Linked DNA regions of Canis lupus: region 1 is linked to region 2. Evidence: chromatin contacts called from public Hi-C data. All regions are on one chromosome and are shown on one strand. The core of a region is the stretch at or near the end of the contact, and the rest is flanking DNA. Distances in the headings are between cores, read along the strand shown.

The links. Hi-C and Micro-C count contacts between places; a contact is called where the count stands out from the background.
Region 1: a contact with region 2 is called in a Hi-C map of blood, with 3 times the contacts expected there. The contact joins two enhancer-like sites. A contact is called at or near these places in 2 of 9 Hi-C or Micro-C datasets (both in blood).

Annotation. Positions count from the first base shown.
Region 1 is chr2:8,261,606-8,266,679 of UU_Cfam_GSD_1.0, forward strand. No RefSeq gene overlaps it. Among named protein-coding and RNA genes, the nearest start is that of PIP4K2A, 15 kb to the right of the region's middle. Within about 2 kb of position 2,821, at least 3 of the 20 cell types and tissues checked have an H3K27ac peak or open chromatin away from gene starts, as enhancers often do. A contact at or near this core is called in blood, where this site is marked.
Region 2 is chr2:8,221,405-8,226,327 of UU_Cfam_GSD_1.0, forward strand. No RefSeq gene overlaps it. Among named protein-coding and RNA genes, the nearest start is that of PIP4K2A, 55 kb to the right of the region's middle. Within about 2 kb of position 3,492, at least 3 of the 20 cell types and tissues checked have an H3K27ac peak or open chromatin away from gene starts, as enhancers often do. A contact at or near this core is called in blood, where this site is marked.

The DNA.
Region 1 (5,074 bases), core at 1,571-4,070, 40 kb after region 2:
ATAAATAAAGAAAAAATTTTTAAAAGAGAGGGTAGAAAAGTCTCCTGAGCATTTGTAGCCACAAGGCACACTCACCCAGCACACTCACAGCATGTACTCACCAGCCACAGGGTGCCTGATTCACACTATTTGTATGGCAAAAGGAGGCCCAAGCTGGAATCCTCTCTAGAAGAACGTCCTGGGGGCACAAGCCTCAAAGAATGCCAAAATATAAAGTTCCAAACACACAGCTGTGTTAACACCCTGAGTTTAGCCCAATGGAAGCCATCTCAGACTTCTGACCTCCAGAACTGTAAGAGAATAAATGCTGTTGTTTTAAGCCACTAATTTGTTGCCTTTCCCAAATTCCCATGCCAGGTTCTCTTGGAGGGACCTCTCACTTGATTTGATATCAGAGAGAAGCAGGCCCCTGGCATTCTGCAGCGTTTTATCAAATTTACTGTAATTTGTAGGGCGCCTGAGTGGCTCAGTGGTTGAGCATCTGCCTTTGGTTCAGGGCATGATCCCGGCATCTCGGGATCAAGTCCTGCATCGGGCTCCCCACAGGGAAGCCTGCTTCTCCTTCTGCCTGTCTCTGCCTCTCTCTGTGTGTCTCTCATGAATAAATAAATAAAATAAAATAAATACTGTAATTTATTATAGCACAAGAGGAAACTAAGTCTGGCAAAAGTGCCTATGGGGCATAGTAGATCTGCGGAAAGATCTGTAGTAGACTGCCCCAACCCTCACCTAGATGAATGGCAAACTTCTTTGTCCCCTTCCTCAGGCAAGTGGGCAGGCTTCTTTCTATTATCATTTTCATGGGCAGGGCAGACTTTTGAGGTCAGGCTCTACCCACATGGCTCAGTTCCAGCTTTCAAACCTGTGCAGACCCAAGGTCACGATGCCCAGGCTTTAAAAACCTTAGCAGACTGTCTTTAGGGCCTTTTCCTGTCAGCTGTGGGAAACATGGCAAATATGACATCATTCTAGCTTAAATCATTTCATTCTTTATTTCTGGCCTCCGGAGATTTCTTTTTCATTTCAGCTGAGCTATTGACTAAAAATATTTTTTGTTATATTTTTTCCTTCATTTCCAAGTAACTGTTAGGTTCAAAAGGACATTTAAGATAAAATTACAAACTCTCCGGAAAAAAGCAAAAAAGGGGCACCTGGCTGGCTCAATCAGGAGAGCATGCGACTCTTGATCTCAGGGTCATGAGTTCAAGCCTCATGTTGGGTGTGGAGCTTACTTTTTTTAAAAATTGCAAAAAAATAAAAGAGCAAAAATGAGAAAACATTAAAACTATGAGATATGGGAATGCCTGGGTGGGTCAGTGGTTGAGCATCTGCCTTTGGCTCAGGGCATGATCCCGGGGTCCTGGGATCAAGTCTTACATCGGGCTCCCTACAGGGGAGCTTTTCCTTCTGCTTATGTCTCTGCCTCCCTCTCTGTGTCTCTCATGAATAAATAAATAGAATCTTAAAAAAAAAAAAACTTATGAGATATGGGCAGAATGATAACCAGAGAAAAGTGAATAGGCTATTTGAAGGCATATATTAGAAAATAAGTAAGATTATAAATAAATAAAACATCTAATCATTCAAGAATACAAAAAAGAATAAAATACTCCACAGAAAGGAATTAAGAAATTTAAAAGCTGAAATTGTATTAAAAAATAAAAACACAGAAGTGATATAATCCATAAAACCAGTAAAAATTTTTTGGAAGGAAGAACAGAGAGCTATAATTTTGTCAAAATAGGATCAAGGGGGGGGGGGCAACCTTGGGTGGCTTAGCAGTTTGGCGCCTGCCTTTGGCCCAGGGCATGATCCTAGAGTCCCGGGGACGAGTCCCTTGTCGGGCTCCCGGCATGGAGCCTGCTTCTCTCCCTCCTCCTGTGTCTCTGCCTCTCTCTATATATATATATATGTATCATGAATGAATAAATCTTTTTTTAAAAATAGGATCAAGGAAACACATCTTGAAAATATACATAAGTGCAGGTATAAAAATTATTAATTTCAAGAGAATGTCATGTAGAAATTTAAATTAATAAAATATAAAACCTAAGTGGTTAATTTTCTAGAAACATGTATATTATCAAAATTGAGGATGCCTGGGTGGCTCAGCGGGTTAAGTATCTGCCTTCGGCTCAGGTTATGATCCCAGGGTCCTGGGATCGAGTCAGGCTCCCTGCTCAGTGAGGAGACTGCTTCTCCCTCTCCTCCCCACTCATGCTCTCTCTCTCACTATTGCTCTCTCTCTCTCTCAAATAAATAAATAAAGTCTTAAAAACAATTGAGTCAAGGAGATAGAAAACTTAACAGGTAAATAACTACTCCCCCCAAAAAAAACCCTGAAATAGATTCTGTGCCAAGAGAGTTTTATGAGTGGTTTCTGCTATATCTTTAATAATCAAGTGAATCATATCTTATTTAAATATGATAGAAAAACATGTAAACTTATGAAAAAACACCCCAAGTTAACTGTTACCAAAACCATGTAGCATTTATTAATGTGAATTGTCATTATAGACTTTAAATATAGTAAGCATCCTTTTTTTTTTTTTTAGTAAGCATCCTTTTTAAAAAATATTTTATTAATCTATTTGAGAGAGAGAGACCCTGCACTCATGCCCTGAGCCAAAATCAAGAGTTGAGCACTTAACCAACTGAGCCACCCCAATAAGCATTGTTTTTAAGTCTATATTTGATAGTTCTAATATCAGAAGCCCCTGTAGCCACTTAAATGACTAGTAGATGGGCTAAAATCTATACAGGGCCTTTTTGCTTCCAGTTCCCCTTTACTTCCTGGGTAGAGTCATCTAGTGTGTCAATTAGAAAAATAAGAGGATGTACAAGGGTGACTATCATGCTACTCTAAATTGTGGCCTCTAACCATGAAAGCATAAAAAGAACTACTCAGTCTTTCAGTCACCTGTTTGGGAATTTGTAAAGGTCTCTCAGGGAAAAGCACCCACTTCTATGGATTTCCATCTTGTCCTTAATCTGAAATTAGAAATACTTCACAACTTTTAGCTCTCTGATGCCCTCAAACAGATGCTGGTAGTAGAACTCCTCCCACCACCCCCACCACTCCACCCAGCTCTAGTTTGCTCCGTGAGAAAGCTACTCAGTAGTTACCTAATATGTCACTTGTAGAAGGGGAAGTCTTCACCCACGGCATTTTAAGGACATATACTTTGGTAGTTCAAGGCAACAGAAAATTCAACTTAGAGCAATTGAGGGTTTGTAAACAGAACACAGATCACAGGAATTTGAACTAATTGGTGAAAACTATTTGGTTTTTAGTGATGGAATTTAAAAAAGCAAACATATTAACAAACAAAAAACACTACTTTTTTTTTTTTTTTTTTTAAGTTTACTCTGCAAGGCTGCCAAGGACTTAATGATTTGCACCTGGTCTGGGAGGCACTAATTTAAACACCATTTCTTCCTGCCAGAGTAATATGCTCTGGTTAGAAATCTGAGCACCTTACTTACACCATGAAGCTTTCAAGACACAGACACAATCTTCAATCATTCATTGACCTCAAATGTAACTTGCTCCCTGAGCTCATGAATGACGCAAATTGACTTTCAAAGAAAAGTGGGATCTAGTCGATGACACTTGTTTATGGTTGTGGATAAATACAACTTTTAAGAACACAAACCTTATTTTCTTTTGAGTAAAACAGATGATCCTGAAAAAAAAAGAAAAAGAATTGTCACTATAAACCAATCTCACTTATGAACATAGAAAAACATAGAAACGATAAAATGGTAGTAACCAAACCAGCAGATTGTTACATGTGTAATGTCTTTGGAAGAAAAAAAAATCCCATTGACAAAGGGGAAGGAAAAAAATATTTAGAAGTAAAGCTAACTACTAAAGTTAAAACTTAAACAAAAAAAAATTTTTAAAGTAAACTCAGCAAGAAATGTATAAGCCCTACGTGAAGGAAATTATAAAGTTTTACTGAAGGCAATAAGTAAAAAGAAAACTTAAAAAAATAGAAATATATGTTCTGAGATGTCTCAATGTTGTAAAGTTATAAAATTTCAATTAGTCTGTAAATTTAGTGCAATCAATAAGACATGTTCATAAGAAAAAGAAAATGGTTGGGTTGCCTGGCTGGCCCAGTTTGTGAAATATGCGATTCTTGATCTCAGGGTTGTGAGTTCAAGCCCCACATTTGGTGTGGAGGCTACTTAAAAAAAATCTGCATAAGTAAACCCCAAAATTTTGAAAAATGTCCATCAAATTGGAAGATTTATCAACCAGATACCAAAATAGAAAAATACAGTATTTTATAAATAAAATATTAAGAGAAAAATAAATAAAAGATAACTGGAATTGCAGAGTCAAGACATATACCCATTTAAGTGAAAATTTAAATTCTAGTATGCATGTCTTTTTACATCAGCTGGTAGAAATAGTCTATTAAGTACATGGTATTGGGGCACCTGGGTGGCTCAGGCAGTTGAGTGTCAGACTCATTGAGTATCAGACTCTTGGTTTCAGCTCCTATGATCTTGAAGTCATGGGATTGAGCCCCCATGTGGGCTCTGCACTCAGCATGGAGTCTGCTTCAGATTCTTTCCCCTCTCCCCCTCTGTCCCTTCACACTTGCATACTTTTTTCTCAAATAAATAAATAAATAGAATCTTCAATTATAGGACATTACCTCTTACCATGAACAAAAAAACTCCAGAGGAATTTAAGAGCCATGGACATTTCTTAAAAAGCATGGAAATATTCAAAAATATATAAAATGTTTTTATAATATTAGAGAAGGGAAATGGGCAAATTTAACTATTTAAAAACATAATAGGTCTTTAAAATAAATGACCCCTTAACAATGTTGAAGACCAGGAGGAGACTGAGATAAAATATTTGCAAGATGTATAGCATATTAAGGATTAATACCCAGAATAAAGAACCACTACAGATCAATAAAGAAACAGAAAGACTATGAACAGGCAATTCACAAATTAATGAATATACTTAGTATAATGCATACACTATGCTGTGTTCTGGTCTTGATGGATTTTTTTTCCTCCAGCTGTTGGGGGTGTTGCTGGCTGCCTG
Region 2 (4,923 bases), core at 2,242-4,741:
ATTTGTGCTCCCTTCTCAAATACGCTTTTTGATTTTTTTTCTCCACCTGAAAAAAATCTTACTCACCCTTTGTGATCCAGCTTCCAGGACAGATTTTTCTCTAACTCTGTGCACCCAACAGATTCATCACCTTTTATGCTGCTGTCTCCATAACACTTTGAATAGAGCAATTAAGGCGGATATGTATTGGGTAGTTACCATCTACCAGGCACCTCAGCTTTGATCTTTGTAACAATTCAGTGAGAAAGATACTATGGTGATCCCCATTTTACAGATGAAAGAACTGAAGTACTGTCACACGGAGAACAAGTGGCAGAGTCAGCTTTCCCAGCCAGGCACCCCCACTCCAGAGCCCATGGGTAACTGATGTATGTCCTGCCTTTTATGTACCCCCCTGGTTATCACTTGGTCCACAGTGTTCACTTGTTTATATTCTCATCTCTCTCCCTGCTTGCAAAGGGAGAGTCACTCATACTAGCTTCCCCCACTTCTTCATCTGCCAGTCACTCCTCCACCAATTAGGATCTGGCTTCTGCTCTCATCATGATGTCCCTGAAATCACCCTCATAATGACCAACAAGGACCCAAAGGTCCTCAACTCAGTTGGACACTTTTCTACCTACACCTGACTCCTCGGTTGTATCAGAAACTTCAGACCCCTGGGGGAGGAGGTGTCCTTGACACCTTTATAATACTTAAAATATATTTTAACCTTCCCCCTCTCATATTAACTCTTTGCATTTTCATCTCACAAACAGTACCTTTTTTCCTACACATACACATGTGGAAAACACCTTCACTTCTTCAGTCTCGTCAAGAAAGGAAGGAGCCATCTTGTTCAAAGCAATCAGTCTCTTCCCCCTAAGAAGCAAACACACAGAAACAAACATGGTGAGTTTGGTCTGAAGCCCCACCAGGAATTTGGAAAGATCCATTTCTAAGATATACAGTCCTTTTTAGCTTAAAAACTTTTATTTTGAGATAAATTAGATTCTCATGTAATTGTAATGAACAACATAGAGGGAGACCTCATATATCCATCACTAGGCTTTCCCCAATGATAACATTTTGCATAATTACAGTACAAGGTCACAACCAGGGAACTGACATTGGTACCATCCACCCATCTTATTCAGATTTCACCAGTTTTACATGCTGTGTGTATGTGTGTATTTTATGCTATTTTATTAAAATAAATTTATAATATTACACCTTTATCCCTGACACCCCCTCTTTTCTGTTTCTCTTTTGTGTTGTTGGTGGCTCTTCTAATTCCTTTATTTCCTCCTTGTCTACTTACCCTTGAATTTTATCCCTGCCCCCACCCCCAGTCCTATTCCTAGCATTCTTCTTTTCCTGTGGTTACCTTTCCTAGGAAGACTCACCCACTCCTGATTGTTTTTTTCCATTACAGATATTCCTCTTGGGCTCAACATCCATATAATCACGTTTCCTGTACTGTCTTATGTAGATAGTTATCAGAGCACTTCTCTTTCATTTTTTTTTCTTAGCACCTGGCAAAGAGCTGGCGCTTAATAAATCTTTTTTTAATAAGAGAAACTTAGGTAAAGCAGATCGGAGGAGTGTTTTGATAAATCCAGCCAAAACAATGATTTATACACTGTAAAACTCCCCTGGAGACAAAGTGGATTTACAGACAGAGTAGGCTGGCCCTGGGGACTGATTGGATGTGGGGCTAGAGTGGTGGTCGGGGGTGGGGGAGTGGCAGCAAACGTAACTTCTAGATGTCTGCCGTGGGCTATGGAGTGTAATGTGTGTGAAGAGAGAAGGTTGGCCTTGTTCTTGGATCAACATACCAGATAATTGCCAATATTTTGTATTGTTTTGTTTTGTGTTTGTAAGATAGAACAAAAGGAGGAGTATCTTCCTCCCTTCTTTGGGTTCGATTAACTTGTTAGAGCAGTTCACAGAACTCAGAGAGATGGTTTACTCACTAGATTGTGGTTTATTATATAAGGCTATCACTCAGGAACAGCCACATGAGAGATGCAGGGGCAAGGTACAGGGGTAGGTTGCAGAGACTCCATGCCCTCTCTAGTCACACCACACTCCCCAAATCCCCGGGTGTTCATGAAGCTGGAAGCTCTGCAAACCCTGGCCTTTGGACTTTTTATGGAGGCTTCTCTCCAGAAAAGGTCAGGGGTAGGGGAGGGGAGTAGGGCTGAAAGTTCCCACCCTCCATCACAGTGGGTTCTTCAACAGCCAGGTCCCATCTGTAAGTGTGGTCCAAACATCACCTCATTAATAACAAGACACCTTAATCACTCTCATTACAGGAAATTCCAAGGGTCTTAGGAGCTCTGTGTCAGGAATTAGATGAAAATCAAAAATACATTTTTTATTATAAGTCACAACATCTCTCTCACACACACACACAAAGACTTATTTTAGAGGTAAGGATGCTAAGGCTTGGAAAGGTTAAGTGGCTTGTTCAAGTTTATGCTACAAGAAAAGAAGCCAAGGTAGGAGTTAAACTGAGATGGGTCTGATACGAAAGGCCACTCTTTAATACAAGGCTATATGGCCTTCCTATATTTAGTTAAAGTTTCCAGGAAGATAAATTCATATTAATTAATTCAGGGATTCCTGGCTGGCTCAGCCAGTAGAGCATGTGACTCTTGATCTCTAGGCCGTGAGTTCAAGCCTTACGTTGAGGGTAGAGATTACTTTAAAAAACAACATCTTTAAAAAGAAATTCATATTAAGTAATTCAGATGATAAAATGAGAGAAAACAAGAATATTCACACTGAGCTATATATATTGATGTGTTTCATTGAAAGATTTTTTTCTTCCTTTATGAGTTCCCTTTCATTTATTCATATATATAAATATGACCATTTAAAAACCAAATGCTTTTTGGTCCTAGTTCTTGGAGCACATGATAGAATTCTTAGAATGTCATTTAAATTTTAAAAATACATAGACGGGGTTGAATCTTCATGATTTTGTGTGTGAAAATCTTGTTTCTTGGGCACCTGGGTGGCTCAGTAGTTGAGAGTCTGCCTTTAGCTCAGGTTGTGATCTTGGGGTCCGGAGATCGAGTCTGCATTGGACTCCCTGCATGGAGCCTGCTTCTCCCTCTGCCTGTGTCTCTGCCTCTCTCTCTCTGTGTCTCTCATGAATAAACACAATCTTTAAAAAAAAAAGAAAAGAAAAGAAAATCTTATTTCTGTGTGTTTGCTTCATAGGGGGAAGAGACTGATTGCTTTGAACAAAATGGCTCCTTCCTTTCTTGACAAGACTGAAGAAGTGAAGGTGTTTTCCACATGTGCATATGCAGGAAAAAAAGGTACCGTTTGTGAGAGGAAAATACAAAGCCTTAACATGAGAGGGGAAGGTTGAAAGCGGGAAGAGTAGAGGAGACTAAACAAAAGTGCGGCCTGGGGGAAGAGAGTAGCGAAGGTGAACTGGCTTCCTGAACGCACCCTCAGAAGCAGTGCTGCCTTCTTAGCAAACCGTGAGGCAATACTTGGCCTGAGAGCTAAAAGCATGACAAGAAGCTATCAAAGAGAAGTGACAGTAAGACAGACCACGAGAAGGAAGTCAAGCCTGCATTCTTGGCCGTTTGTCCGCCCACCAACACCCCACCCCCACACACACACCCATGAACTATGAAGGGAAGCCACAGCAGCCACCTCAGTCCTCTAGATTATAGCTGAGAAGCTAAATGGAAACATTCAGCCCTGTCCCATCAGCAATTTGTGTTTCTTATATACCCTGGGAGACCAGCTCAGAAAAGTTAAGAGAGTAACGTTTAAGAATCAGCACATGAGAGAAAAAAAATTGTTTTATCCTAAGGGTGAAATTGGACAGCCTACTAGATCTCCTCCCCTTTAAAAAAAAAAAAAGAAAAGAAAAGAACACTGTTGTTTAATGTCCCAGAAAGTTTTTTGAAACAAGCAGTTTGTCCCCTTTTTCTAAGCACAAGGCCAAAAATAGGAATTATTTGGCTTTCTCCTCTGAGGCAGATCTGTGTAGCCCCAGCCTGAGAAAATCCTCCCTGCCCATTAACTAAGGAAGCTGTCACGAAGGAATTCTGGGAATCGCGATATGCGTTTATACACAGGATGTCTTCTAAATGGGAAACAAAGCCTGACCTGGTTTTCCTCAGAACCAGACCACACTGGTTTTTCTCTGTTCCCTTTAAAGATGAGGGGGAGAAACCAGCTTCAAACCAGCGCTGCCAACTTCTCCCAAATGCTCTGTCAACTTGAGCCACCAGAAAGCAAGATGGTCAGCTACGTGGTGTAATCGAATTTTAAGGGTATTTGGCCTTTTGCTAGAGTAAAAACTTGTTGCTTATCAAAAGACACATTTACCTCTAATAGCTAAATTGTGGGGGCGCCTGGGGAGCTCAGCCAGTTGGGCATCTGCCTTCAGCCTGGGTCATGATCTCAGGGTCCCAGGATGGAGTCCCACATCGGGCTCCCTGCTCAGTGGGGCATCGGCTTCTCCCTCTGCTACTCCTCCTGCCTGTGTTCTCTCTCTCTCAATCTCTCTCTCTCTGTCAGATAAATAAATAAAACCTTTTTTTAAAAAAATTGCTAAAGTTCACTGAGAGCCTCCAATGAGCCTGGCTCATCTGCTAAGCATTTCTGCTGCTATCTCCTTGGATCTTCATCACCCTGTGAGGAAGGATTATGAGGCGCCCTATTTTACAGTTGGCTAAACTGACGCTTAGGGAAGTGGAAGAAGGTGATGACACAGTTAGTGACAAGCCCAGTGTTAAACCCAGGCCATGGGACGAGAGCCATCACTCTTGACCACCTAACTCTAAACTAAGAGCTCAGTCACAGTCATAACAGGAGCCTACAGGTATCTAAGACCTCCAGTTAGCATGTTCTTTGTGCCAAACAAATGGAATGGACCACATTTATAGGGAGCACAGAGAAAGGACACTT